Regions from separate parts of the Macaca mulatta genome. Here region 2 is linked to region 1. Evidence: chromatin contacts called from public Hi-C data. All regions are on one chromosome and are shown on one strand. The core of a region is the stretch at or near the end of the contact, and the rest is flanking DNA. Distances in the headings are between cores, read along the strand shown. Region 1 holds the start of C1H1orf50 (chromosome 1 C1orf50 homolog). Region 2 holds the start of YBX1 (Y-box binding protein 1).

What was found. Hi-C and Micro-C count contacts between places; a contact is called where the count stands out from the background.
Region 2: a Hi-C map of blood shows a contact between it and region 1, with 4 times the contacts expected there. The contact joins the promoter of YBX1 here to the promoter of C1H1orf50 in region 1. A contact is called at or near these places in 2 of 14 Hi-C or Micro-C datasets (blood and cortical neurons).

What each region holds. Positions count from the first base shown.
Region 1 is chr1:197,990,449-197,997,423 of T2T-MMU8v2.0, reverse strand. It overlaps C1H1orf50 (chromosome 1 C1orf50 homolog), which reads left to right and starts at 2,498. Exons shown (of 5, transcript NM_001266364.1): 1 at 2,498-2,615; 2 at 2,732-2,847. The coding sequence starts at 2,537. It overlaps P3H1 (prolyl 3-hydroxylase 1), which reads right to left and starts at 2,247. Exons shown (of 15, transcript NM_001258160.1): 1 at 1,732-2,247. The coding sequence starts at 2,196.
Region 2 is chr1:198,075,279-198,082,253 of T2T-MMU8v2.0, reverse strand. It overlaps YBX1 (Y-box binding protein 1), which reads left to right and starts at 3,376. Exons shown (of 7, transcript XM_015137151.3): 1 at 3,376-3,680; 2 at 4,352-4,415. The coding sequence starts at 3,515. LOC144334018 (a long non-coding RNA gene) reads right to left here and starts at 3,126. Exons shown (of 5, transcript XR_013403356.1): 1 at 2,346-3,126.

The DNA of each region.
Region 1 (6,975 bases), core at 1,249-3,748:
ACTCCCCATCTCTGTACCTCAGTTTCTTTAACTGTAAAATTAGAAATTTTCTCAGGTCTGTCCCTTTTATGGAATTACTCTATCTCTTGTATCTTTCAGCACTGCTCCTGCCTGTCTCTGTTCTCCCTCATGTCCTCACTCCTCTCTCCACCCCCAGTCTTCTTTACTCCCTAAGCACTGAGGTACTTAACCTCCTCTCTTGTGGACAAATGCCTGTCTCCTAATCATGTGCCACCAGTTTCTCCTTCTTCCAAGGCTCATTCACCATGGTTTCCAGAATGAGTGTTTTAAAACCCAAATCTGAGGATGGCTCCCTGCAGTCCGCAGAATTCTCTTCCAAATTTGGCCTCAGTGACCATTCTAGCCTCTTCTCCTACTACTCCCCACACACACCTCGACATTGCAATCACAACAATTCATTTTTTTTCCTGAATACATCATGCTTTGGTTCTACTTTTCCCTCTATCTGGAGGAGCCTTCCTTCCTCTCCCCCTGACAATACTTAGGACGGGCTTCAATATTACCTCTTCTTTGAAGTCTAATTTCTCTGAGATAAAGCTAGAGTCTCCCTCCTTTGTGCTCCCACAGCCCTAAGTATATGCCCTTGCAGTATCCCTTACTACAGTAACTCTTAACATCAAAGCAAGACAAAGCAAAGATGTTAGTCGAGCATTTAAGTACCTGTACAAGAACTGGAATGCAGTAGGCATGCAATACATGTTTGTCAAGTAATTTTAGAAAGTGCTATGATGAAGCGACATAACCAAAGACATAATGCAATTATTTTGATTTCAAGTCCAGCGCTCTTCTGAGTAACTAGGAAAAATGAAGGGAACTGTGTAGGCAGAATGTTGTGGAGGGGTGGAAATCTGGGGTCCCCAAGAGTCTCTCAGTCTCTCTTTAGGTCGAATCGAAGGTCTTTTAAACTACAGATATAACAGATATAATGCACAGCTCTTTCTCCCCCCACCCCCAATACAGCGGGACTAATAACAGCATCTACCTGACAGGATATTGTGAAGATTAGGGCAAATGCGTTAATAAAGGCAAACTGCTTAAAATACTGCCTGAAGTACGTGCTGGCTATCATCATCATCATCATCATCATTATCATCATCATCGTCACCATCACCACCACCAAACAAGCCTGGAACGCTCCAAGCCCAAGTGTACACTTGAAAACATGGCATTCTGGCATTCCTAAAAATACTCATGTTCTTTGTAAACCTGACAGACTAGCCAGAGGGTCCCCCCGACAGGCAGGGCCAGACAGCCCCTGCTGGCGACGTGGCAACCTCACATCCTGAAACAGAGCTGCTGAATCAAACAGCAGGAAAAGCACCACTGGAAAACCAACCGGAAGGAACATATTGTAGACCGCTACTAGCTTCTCAGTCGGACACTTAAAATGACATTAGGATGGGAGACCCAAACTACCGCTTTAATTCCCTGCAGGAGATTTCCCAGGGAACAAAATGGCCATGAGTTTTGCTTGGCCTGTGCCCTAACCCCAGGCTGGACCTCTGGGGTTAGCAACTGCCCATGCGAACTGGGCGAGGAAGGTCTCCTGCCAGGGAGCAGCTCTCCCCGGCTCCGAGGAGAGCTCCCCAGCCAGGAGGCCACTTTCCCCTCCCTGCGGACACTTCCCCGATCCCCCTGGCTCCCCAGGTCCCCTGCAACATTCCTCTCCCCAGAAGGACCCCGGCCGCCCGGCTCCGGGCTGGTCTGCACCTTGAAGTAGGCGACCTGCAGGTAGTTGTAGGGGCTCCGCTTGCGGAACTCCAGCTCCATCTCTTCGCTGAGCGAGTGGGCGGCCGGCGGCCCGAGGCAGCCGCGCAGGCAGGCGGCGCGGCGCAGGAGGCCCCCGAAGAAGCTCAGGTCGCGCAGGGCTGCGGCGCCCGAGGCCTGGGCCGGGCTGGGGAGCGATTCAGGGTCCAGCTCCCACGGGAAGTCGGCGGCACACCGGGTGCGGCAGCGCAGGCGAAGGGCGCGGAGGGCGGCCCGGGAGCGCAGCGCCCGTTCCATGCTCAGGACCACCCCGGGCCAGTCCCCGCGCGCATAGGCTGCGGTCCCCTCCGCGAAGAGCAGATCAGGAGTCACCACGCCCCATCCTGCCTCGGACTCGACCTCGGCTTGGGAGGCAGCGGCCACGACAGCCAGCAGTGTGGTCAGCAGCTTCAACGCGCGTGCCGCCATCGTCTCCTCAGACCTAACGGGACCGATAGCCACCCAACACAGAGGCCGGAGTCCCACCCCCGGAGAAGGCCCGCCCCCGGGCGAAGCCCCACCTCCCAAGCCGGGCGGCGCATGCCCACGAGGCTTGCACCGCCTCTTTTCCTTTCAGTCAACCCAGATACCCCCACCGGCCCTCAGCGAATCCCGGCGCGTCAGCCGGAGCCCCGCCTCCGAGCTCAGGCTTTGCTCAGTCGCTCTGAAGCCCAGTGGACAAGAAATACGGAAGCTCCGCCCACGCACCTTTACGCGCAGGCTCTCCCGACTCGCACCGCCCAGGGAGTGGGGAGGATAAGTCGCTGTCATGGAGGACGCCGCAGCGCTCGGGAGGACCGAGGGGGTCCTTGAAAGCCAAGGACCGCAGCCAGCTGCAGGCCAGGGAGGTATGCGGGGCGGGAGTCAGCAAGGGGAAGTCAGCCCCAGCGAGGCAGCCGGTCTCGGGGCTCCGCGGGAGGCCGAGGGCGGGAGCTCACGGCCTGTTCCTGGCTGTGTGTCGCAGGAGCCCTGGTGGAGCTCACCCCGACCCCCGGCGGCCTGGCCCTGGTGAGCCCCTACCACACCCACCGGGCCGGGGACCCCTTAGACCTCGTGGCGCTCGCAGAGCAGGTGCAGAAGGTGAGGAGGCGCGACCGGGGCAGCGAATAACCGTCTTCATTCACGTTGTGCTCTGCGTCTTTCGGCTCAGACCTCACTACCACCTAGGGTGGGGGTGGCAATTGCTCTTGTCTCCATTTTACAGACGAGTAAAGCCGACTGTCATTGTGAGTCGGTGGCCTGACTCGAATGACCTTCTGTGACCAAAAGCTCCTCTAACGGCAACTTGAGTGCCCATAATCTCCCTTCGTGGGAAGGTTTACACAACACGTTAGCGTTCATTATTTCATTTGCACTTTAGGACAGCCTTGTGAGGTAGGCAGTACAGAGTTATCTTCCCATTTGACAAAGAAAAGTTCCCCAGAAGTTTCAAGGTCCGCTTTTTTAAAGCTGCTTCCCATAAGATCTTTGTTAACTGAGAGTTTAAACATCTAGCAGGGCAAGGACTCCGAGTTTAGTCCTTATTAAACATAGTATTCCCAAGCCCAGTGCTTTTATATGGATGGCCAAAATAAGTCAAATAAGGAGGAAATGTGAAATAATGGAAAAAACACTGGAAGTTTGGACACGTGACTATTAATCCCACTTTTGATACAAACTTGCAGTGCGACTTCAGGCAGATTACTTCTCTCTGGACCTCAACTATTTTATCTGTAAAGTGAAAGGTTTGAAGTAGGAGAGCTCCAAGATCTAAAGCTTTGTCATTATTCAATGAAAAACCAGATTCCTTCTTATCTCTTGTCAAGACTTCCAGTTATACACCCTCTTCAGTGTGCACAGATGGAGGGTCCTGCTGTTTTAAAGATTATGATGGCCCCTTATCCCTGTATACACTATCAGATTTAGCCTTGATTATGTTCTAAGGTCTTTGCTTTGCTCAAAATTATTTAATGTGCTCAAATTCCCTCACGTCTTTTTTTTCCCAATGATCCTAGAAATCCTTCGAATCCGTTTTTTTTTTTTTTTTAATTAAGAAAAATTCAGATACGTAGGAAAGCTGTTTTAATTCAAAACTTGTACTTTCTTCTTTTTAAAGAACTGGGGAGCAAAGTGCAACTTTTATGGATTAAGAGAATATGCTAATCAGATCACTATTATTGGGAGGGAGGTTGATAGGGATAGAATCTTGTGCACACAACATACCCATGTGCTGTCGAATGACTATCATGTTTATTATAATGGCCTGAACAGATGGAATAAAGAACAGTTTTTGCCTTTCATCCTATAATCTTGTGAAATACAGAGGATGCATTATTATGCTGCCTCTGTTTCCCCAATACAATCTGTATTTGAGAAGCTGAAGAAAAAAACAACTTTAGAGACAAACAAATTGAATCAAACATATTTACTATCTAAAATGTACTTTTTGGCTAGGTGCCATGGCTCACATCTGTAATCCCAGCACTTTGGGAGGCCAAGGTGGGTGGATCATTTGAAGTCAGGAGTTCGAGACCAGCCTGGCCAACATGGTGAAACCCCGTGTCTACTAAAAGGTGTGGTGGCTCACGTCTTTAGTCCCAGCTACTCGGGAGGCTGAGGCATGAGAATCGCTTGAGCCCAGTACATAGAGGTTGCAGTAAGTCGAGATTGCACCACTGCACTCCAGAATCAGGGACAGAGTGAGACTCAAAAAAAAAAAATGAGGCTGGGTGTGGCGACTCACACCTGTAATCCTAGCACTTTGGGAGGCTGAGGCAGGAGGATTGCCTGAGCTCAGGAGTTGGAGACCAGCCTGGGCAACATGGTGAAACCCTGTCTCTAGTAAAATACAAAAAATTATCTGGGCATGGTGGTGTGTGCCCGTAGTCTGAAGCTACTCTAGAGGCTGAGGCAGGAGAATTGCTTGAACCTGGGAGGCAGAGGTTACAGTGAGCCAAGATCACACCACTGCACTCCAGCCTGGGCGACACAGCGAGTCTTTAAAAAAAAAAAAAAAAAAAAGGAACGGAGGGGGCAGGTCCAGTGGCTCACGTTTGTAATCACAGCACTTTGGGAGGCCGAGGTGGGCAGATCACGAGATCAGGAATTCAAGACCAGCCTGGCCAACATAGTGAAACCCCGTCTCTACTAAAAATACAAAAAATTAGCTGGGCGTGGTGGTAGGCACCTGTAATCCCAGCTACTCAGGAGGCTGAGGCAGGAGAATCACTTGAACCCGGGAGGCGGAGGTTGCAGTGAGTGGAGATTGTGCCACTGTACTCCAGCCTGGGCGACAGAGTGAGACTCCATCTCAAAAAAAAAAAAAAAAAAAGAAGAAGTTATTTTTTTTAGCAGGACTCACCCGGGTATTGGTGTGTGTTCAGAAAGCTCAGGAGGCCTGGTATTAAGGCATGAATTTTGGAATCAGACTGACCTGTGTTCAGATCCTTTGCTGTTTATTATCTGTGAAACCTTGGACAGGTTGCCTCATGTCTGTGAGTCTTAATTGCTAAAATGAGAAAGTGAGGTTATCAACTTCATAAAGGTGTTGTGAGAAGTAAATGAGATGAATGTAAAGGGCCTCAGAGTAGTTGAGGCTAGGGTTAGTGCTTACTAGTTGTAGGTACTCTTCTCTTCATTTTTTATGAGGCTTTTTTGTTTTTAAGTTGTTCATGAAATATTTTGCATTTTTTGTTTCTTTTTTCCTTTTTTTGGACCTCAGCCTAATCCATATTTTGCATTTTATATTAACTCTTCAAAATATAAATTCAAATTTTGTTTACGAGATTTACTGCTAGCACCTTAAGAAAAGGGAGGGTTATTATAAGGCTACCCCTAACCTGGAACTACCTTAGCTCTGGAAATACCTACTGTCTCTTTGGCCATATATGGCTCCTCCTTTCTTTCTGTCTTTTTTTTTTTTTTTTTTTTTTTTTGAGACAGAGTTTCACTCTTGTTGCCTAGGCTGGAGTGCAATGATGCTGTCTTGGCTCACATCTACCTCTGCCTCCTGGGTTCAAGCAAGTGTCCTGCCTCAGCCTCCCAAGTAGCTGGGATTATAGACATGTGCCACCACGCCTGGCTAATTTTGTATTTTTAGTAGAGACAGGGTTTCTCCATGTTGGTCAAGCTGGTCTCGAACTCCCAACCTCCTGTGATCCACCAGCCACGGCCTCCCAAAGTGCTGGGATTACAGGTGTGAGCCACCATGCCTGGGCTTTCATTCTTGGAACAAAATGCAAATTCTTTTACCGTGGGCTACAAGACGGCAAGATCTGGTCTCTGCTCTCTTTTTTAACCCCGTTCTACACATTGCCTATCACTAACTAGTCTTCAACTGCATTGGTCTCAAATGCCTGCAAACTTTTTTTTTCCCAGCTTTTCTCATGGTCGGTCCTCTCCTTTCATTTAGACCCAAGTCTAATGTTACATCCTTAGTGAGGCCTTCTTGTCTGAAAAAGGCCTTACCCTACCCCATCCAAATGACAGTATTATTAAATTGAATTCAAATACTTCTAGGCTACATATACTTTCCAATTCCCCACCACTCCCTATTATTAAACTTCATAAAAATGAAGTAGCTTTTCTACTTACTTGTTATCTTTAACCTGCTTCTACCACATAATTGTGATTATTTCCTTCATAATAGTGCATTGTTATTATGTGTACATATAATATTAACTTTAATCATGTTTACTTTTTGGTATCTATTACTCACTGGAGCTGTGCTTTAAAATATGGTACCCACTAGCAACATTATGTCTGTTAAGCACTTATGTTGTTAGTGTGGTTGAGGAACCAAATTTTATATTTTATTTTATTTTAATTCATTTGAATTTAAAAACAATAATTACTTCAAGTATTGGAACTCAAGTATATTGGAACAATTTGAGTATGTGAATCAACTTTTTCACATATAAATTTTATTAAGTCTAAATGCAGATGAAGTATTTCTGATGAAAATTTAGCATCCAAATTGAGATGTGCTGTGAGTACAAAATAAACACTATATTTTGAAGGCTTAATATCAAATGCAAAATATGGATTAGACTGCAAAGGACCAAAAAAAGAAACAAAAACAAACAAAAAATGCAAAATATTTCATTAACAACTTAAAAATAGTGATTACATGTTAAAATGAACATGTTTTTGATATATTAGGTTAAATAAAATGTGTTAGCTGGAGCACGGGGGCTCATGCCTGTAATCTCAGCACTTTGGGAGGCTGAG
Region 2 (6,975 bases), core at 2,127-4,626, 84 kb before region 1:
GTCTGTACCGTGGTCACCACGGATACCTGGGTGGTGTGAGCTCCCAGGATAGCAGGGAGACCAGCAAAGCTCTGGAGTGGCGCTCTCCTACTTTGGAACAGGAAATGAAATTTGTCATGAATTGTTGATGCTTGTAGAGAGGTGGCTACAAGAAAATTATTTTTTGAGACATAGTTTCACTCCGTCACCCAGGCTGGAGTGCAGTGGCACAATCCCAGCTCACTGCAACCTCTACCTCCCGGGTTCAAGCGATTCTCCCTCCTCAAACTCCTGAGTAGCTGGGATTACAGGCACATGCCACCATGCCCAGATCATTTTTGCATTTTTAGCAGAGATGGAGTTTTGCCATGTTGGCCGGGCTGGTCTCAAACTCCTGACTTCAAGTGATCCACCTGCCTCAGCCTCCCAAAGTGCTGAGGCATGAGCCACCATGCCTGGCTGCAAACTACTTTCTGAAACAGCTCATCCTCAGGCTCACTGAGCCCGAAGAGAGCTGAATGAAGTAACTGGATGAGTAAGTAATGATACTTTTTAAAGTAACATTGAAAAGACAGATGTTACACAATTTGTATTTTTGCCTGAGAAGCCATCCCTTCAAAGCAGTTCCATAGTGAGATTGTTCATTTATTCGTAGAGGTGCTGCTGCAATATTTTCTAAGTGTCTTTGTAACTGGAGAAAAGCTCTCAAGCCTATAGGGCATGCTTTTAAATGTCCTCAGTGTTGGCAAAACTGCCTTTTGAGGCAATATTTTAACATTCAAAAGTCATCTGGAGCTGGAACACATGAACAGAGGCTGTGGAATCCACCCACTCTCCGTACACATTGCTGCTGAAAGTCTCTTTCACCTGGATTACTGGCACAGCTGCGCAGATTACCTTTCTGTTGCCAGTACCTTTTTCAATTCATTTTCTACACCATGTCGCTCATTTAACAAATATTTTAAGGTATTATGTGTCAGGAACTAAGATGCCCAAGGAAGTCACAGTCTGGTGGGGAACATTTAATTAGAGCAATACAGTATGTTAGGATGGGAGAGATTCTTAACCTAGGAGCATCTGAGCGAAGACCTAGAGGATGAATTAAGCAGGCAAAGAGGAAGGAGGAAAGGAAGGGTGTTATATGCAGAATTTTATGTGATACTCCAAAGGAAACAGTGGCTAAAGGACTCTACTAGATGAGTCCTTTCTCTACAGTGCCCTCTGAAGCGTGTTTACTTGGCTAGAGAGTTGCAAGTGTCTATTCTGTAGGGCCTTGTAATATTTCACCATCTCCCTTGTCATCTGATACACTGAAGCAACACTTTTAACCAAGTTCTATTGTCACAGAATTCAGCTGTTTGCTACCTCTGCTCCTGCAGTATCCTGCAGCCAGTAGTTACAAGCACCTGGAAGGTTGGACAGGGAATACAAGAGAAGACTCTAAGACTTCTTAGAAATCATAGAGTCCAGTAAACCACATTAAGGAATCTGGACTACCCTAAGGGTAATGGTAGTCACTGGAAGATTTTAAGTAAGACAGTGTCATGATCAGACAGATGTTCTCAAAAGAACTTTCTGGCTGTTGTGGTGAGGAATATTAGAGTAAGACAGAGGTAGAGAGGTGTGGTTAGTAGCCAACAGCACTGCTCTATACTAGGGATCAGCCAACTACACTCCGTTTTTCTGTGGCTCATGAGCTAAGAATACGAATCGTTTTTAAAATGTTTAAATAGTTGAAAATATGTAAAGATTCGTGTCATGTAAAAATTAGGGCTGTTTTCAAGCTCCAAACCTGAGTAGTAAGTCAGAACCATATTGTCGGCCAAGCTTGTATTATTATTTGGTTCTCACAGAAAAAGTTCCTACCCCTTGCTCTAAGCAATTGGCGATGATGGCCTACAGTAGTGGCAGTAGGAATGAAGACTCTGAATTGACATTTAGAGAGTTTAGGACTGACTCAAGAAGGCCTTTAGGAGGTGGAACTGACAGGCCTAGACGGCATTGGTAGGGGTAAGGGATACTGCACTAGCCTCCTAACTGCTTTCTCTACTTCCATTCCTTGCCCCTCTGCAACCCATTCTCCACTCCGCAGCCATTTTTAAAAAGATGCCCCTCCCTACTTACGACTCTAAAATTGCTCTTCTCACTCTTCCCCTCAGGATATATTTCCAATTCAATACACCTAAGTGACTCTGCCCACCTCTGCAACCCAATGTCACATTCGAGTCTTACTGAACTACTTGACTGCATTTCCCGAGATCCCACCTCTTCTCGCCTGTACCCTGTGCGCAGAAAGTCAGCCCTCCACCTTCTCCCTGCTTCTACTCCCAAAATACTTCGTGCTTCTGCAGCTCTGGAGTATTTACCGTGTTGGCTGTTTAAATTTCTGCCTCCATCAGAAGGCAGAAACTGACTCGCGAACTATTCCATCCCCAGCCGATAGTAGACGCTTAAAAAAGAACGAAAGAAGGTGGGTGGAGGACTTCAGTAACATCAGGTGGCAGCCTCAATTTTATCGTTTGTGAAACGTGGATAGTAATTCCTCTATCACATGGCTGTTGTACGAATTAAATGAAAAAAAACATAGGACGCTAGCTTGTTCAATAAATGTGAGTTGAATTAAATCTGATTTGTGGCCAGTAGAAAAACACGTTAACACTTGAAAAGGAAGACACATTTTTAAAAATATATGCCTGGTAAAACGGATCAGAAGGCAGGTCCCCATGGAGCACACCCTCGCCCTAAACATGCTGAGCCCGGGCTGCCAGAGCCTGCGTGGTCCCTCCAAGGTGACTGCTCCGACAAAAGCGTACGCTCTTCAAACGCATACGTTTAAGGCAATTCCAGAAACCCTCGGCTGTGCCGCGAGTACACGGCCATTAAAGAAAAGACGACTCTATGCCCGCCGTAATGTTCTCAGATCACAGGGACCGTATTTGGTGCAGGGAGGGAGGGAAGCCTTTTCTTCACGGGGAGCTAAGGCGTCGTCGAGCCCCCTTCCAATCCCGGGTCCGGCCGGGTAATCCCTGCCCAGCGTTCGGGCGTGCCTTTTTTTCAGCCGAGACACAACCCTGAACGTCGGGCCCGCCAGCCCGTCGACTGCCTCGTGGAAGTCACGTTCCCTCTGCCCGTCCTCTCAGGTACTCTATGGTTTTCGTGGCCGACTACTCTAATTCTAGTTCCGGTCTCTATGGCGGCCGGCGGAGGCAGGAACGGTTGTAGGTCGGCTGAATTAGCCGCCAGACAGCCAATGAGAGTGGAGGACTGATAAAATGTTAGTCAATAGAAGCCAGGGACTGAGGTCAGGTGGGCAGATTGACAGTACCACCGGCCAGTGAACAACGCCTAGGGCGGGTCGATCGTAGGGCTTATCCCGCCTGTCCCGCCATTCTCGCTAGTTCGATCGGTAGCGGGAGCGGAGAGCGGACCCCAGAGAGCCCTGAGCAGCCCCACCGCCGCCGCCGGCCTAGTTACCATCACACCCCGGGAGGAGCCGCAGCTGCCGCAGCCGGCCCCAGTCACCATCACCGCAACCATGAGCAGCGAGGCCGAGACCCAGCAGCCGCCCGCCGCCCCCCCCGCCGCCCCCGCCCTCAGCGCCGCCGACACCAAGCCCGGCACTACGGGCAGCGGCGCAGGGAGCGGTGGCCCGGGCGGCCTCACATCGGCGGCGCCTGCCGGCGGGGACAAGAAGGTCATCGGTGAGGACCGGACAGGGACGGGGGTGGGGCCCTCGGGCAGCCTGGCAGCGGAACCGTTAGCCGGGGCTGGGCGAGCCGGCGGGCGCGCGGCCGGTGGGGACCGACTCCGCGGCGCGCGGCCGCCCCTCCCCCCGCCCCCCCACTCGCTCTTGCGGGGGCCCGCCCGGCAGGCGCGCGCACACTGCCTCCCGCGCCCCCTGTGGACCCCGCGCGGCCGCGCGCCCCTCCTCCTGCGGCCGCGCGCCGCCGACCGCGTGTGCGACGGGGTCCCCTCCCCGCCGACTGGCCTCGTGCGCTCGGGCCCGCACGCCGTTGTTCGCGTCTCCCCCACCCAGCTCCCTTCCGCGTGTGCTCGGAGAGCGCGGCGCACCGCCTACGCAGTCCGGAGCGGCTTCCCCTTCCCTCACGTGCTCTCCGTCCGCGGCCTGCGAACACACCCATCCTGGGCCCGCGCCCCGGGCCTGCCCGGGAGCGCCCCGCGCTTCAGACTCACCCACGTGTGCGGCGGCGGCGGCGTGGCCCCGGCGCGGACCCGCACCCAGGCGGTGGAGAGAAAGGGCTGTCAGGTGGCCGCGGCGGGCAGCGTGCGAGGGACCGGATGCCGAAGCGAGACGGGTTTGGAAAAGGATAGCTGGTAATCGTGGCTTGTTTTGCTTTGTTTTCTTTTCCAGCAACGAAGGTTTTGGGAACAGTAAAATGGTTCAATGTAAGGAACGGATATGGTTTCATCAACAGGTGAGCTGCTGGGCTCTGAAGCCTCCATCCTACCTTCTTGCTTGCTTCTTGCTGTGCCAATCCACAGTCCTCTTCTGAAAGGCGTTTACTACCTCTGGTGTATTAATGTGATTTTTTGTCTGTTTGTTTTCCTTGACGACTGGAGGGATTTGGGTTTAGAGAATGCCTTTGTTTTGCAGCTAAATATTAATTTGAAGCTAACTTCAAGGGCTTCGTCACAGCACAAAGCAATTTAAAAGGCAAGCGGAGTGAATGAGCCATTCCTTAACAGGGTAAACGGGAAAGTACGGTCCAGTAGATTTTTATTCTTGTCATCCTTTTCTACTTTATTGAACTCGGTATTTGAGAATGTGATCCACTGACATCGGATATTTACGCCTTGTTAACATTTTGGGGGTAAGAGGATTTGACGTGTCAAGTATATGAGGTTTTGTCATCTTTACCGAGAGGTTGTATTGCCTTTGTTTCACGTTTCATTTTAATACCTGAGATAAATTCTGTATTAGCACAGCTTTGACCAGAGAGAACTGTTTTTATTTGTTCATAAATAATATATCTGCAAGAAAATGGTTTTTTTCCTTCAGTTCTTATTTCATTCTTCCTTGTCCTAAAATCATGCTGATGAAGTCAATTTCCGCTAGATCCCTGGCTGTAGCTTATTAGAGTGGCCATAGTCACTAGTAACTTGACATTGTTCTTCCTGTTTGAAGGTAAAGCTGCAGATACGTCTTTAGGACTTACCCTTCGGGTTGTTTGTGGCAGTGGTGGTGGTAACGTGCAGTAGACGCACAGTATTCCATGGGCTTCCTTGTGAGCCGGGCATCATTTTCAAGATGGCTGCCAAGGCTAGTAGTGCAGTTACATGGGTGTAGAGCACTGGGTATGCCAGTAGCAATCTTGGCCTCACAGGTATGGTACTTAAGTGCCATCTCAGCATTCTCTTGCTTACTTACTGTAGAAGACCTAAGCAGATGATTAAAAGAACAACGTGGAATGGACAACAAATGGGCAAAATCAAGCTTAAGGACAGATTCATGGCCTGATGAAAAACTGTTCATTAATCAATCATAGAGTATTGTGGAAATACTTAAAGTAAGAGATAAGCATTTGATGATCTATTCTCTACTTTTGCAATTGTGGGAAAACATTTTGTTTCTTCCAGAATCTTAGGATTTTCCAACTTGTTCTATACTGTTTGCCTTCCTGGCTGGCTGAAACTACGGTTTTCATTAATTTTTTGATAAAAGCTTACTAGCAAAGAAGAAAGGGAATGCTTATATATGATTGGTAAACTGATAGCTTTTTAACTGATCTGTCTGAATTTGTTAGTGTTTTAGTTTGTATTTGTGTCTTACTGACTGTCCTTACTAGTCTAACTCTTAAACCAGTGGTTTTCAAATTTAAGTGTGCTTACCTTGGAAGGGTGTGATTTAAGTGGTGTATTTCTTCTGAGCTTTGGATTCATTAGGTCTGGGTACATTTTTAACAGGAATGATAATGGTCTTCGGGCCATACCTTCAAAATCACTGCTTTTAACCCTTGACCCAATGTAATGGTAACTCTGGTGTGCAAATATGCATCCTTTTCAGCAGATAGATCGCAGTTTTTGTATGTGTTTAAGAAGTTTTAGCATGTGCCTTGTTTCGCTGCATTTTTTTTTAAAGTGGGCATAGGTTATGACATTTTTTGAAATCAATAGTTTTGTCCAAAATAAGAGTATTATCTTTACACTTTATAAGTATTTAGTCCATGAGATACTATTCATTGAATATCTCTGTTCTGAATTGGAATCAACTCAGTTGGTCATCCTCCAGGGCAAGTTATGAATTGGCTTTTGATGGTCCTTTGGACTATCCTAACCTCGATTATTTTGTCAGATTAACTGGTTAAAATATTCTTTATGCTTCTGAACTGGTTGTTTTAATTATTCTGGGATTTTTTAATAAGATGCTGTAAACTCTGACTCCAATTAAATACAGGGAAGATTTGCTTTAATTAAGGAAAATGTATGTGTTAAATCAGTTTGGAAGCTAGCAGTTGGTTCTATATGTAGTTCCTGTAGTAGAACGAATGGACTTGGCTGGAGGCACCTGGCTCTTATGAGGGAGGCAGACTGACTGACACATAACGTGCTGTTTTCTGTATAAAGGAGAGAGTGCAGTGTTTGGGATGACTATTATGACGACTTTTAATTGCTGTTTTTGGATACGCTGGATTATATATTCCAGGATTGTACGGTATTTTTATAATTACAACATTGTATGTAAATTTTCTGCCTTTAAAGACGCAATTTCATTGTAAATGTGTTTATTCCAGCCTGAATTACCACCTGATGAATTGTTACAACCTTGTTAGAATTAATTCATTAAAGGGCTTCTCCCTGATTGGTTATATTGTGAAGAAGGTGCTAAGTAACATGAGAATAGAGCTTTTAAGAATAGTAGAAGTTTTGGCTTTATTTTGTTAGACTGTGTAATCTAGATATTCTAAGAAATTCATTGAGTTATTCTTTTGTGAACTCTGTCTACAAAACATAATTGGAGAATGTGACTTAGAGGGG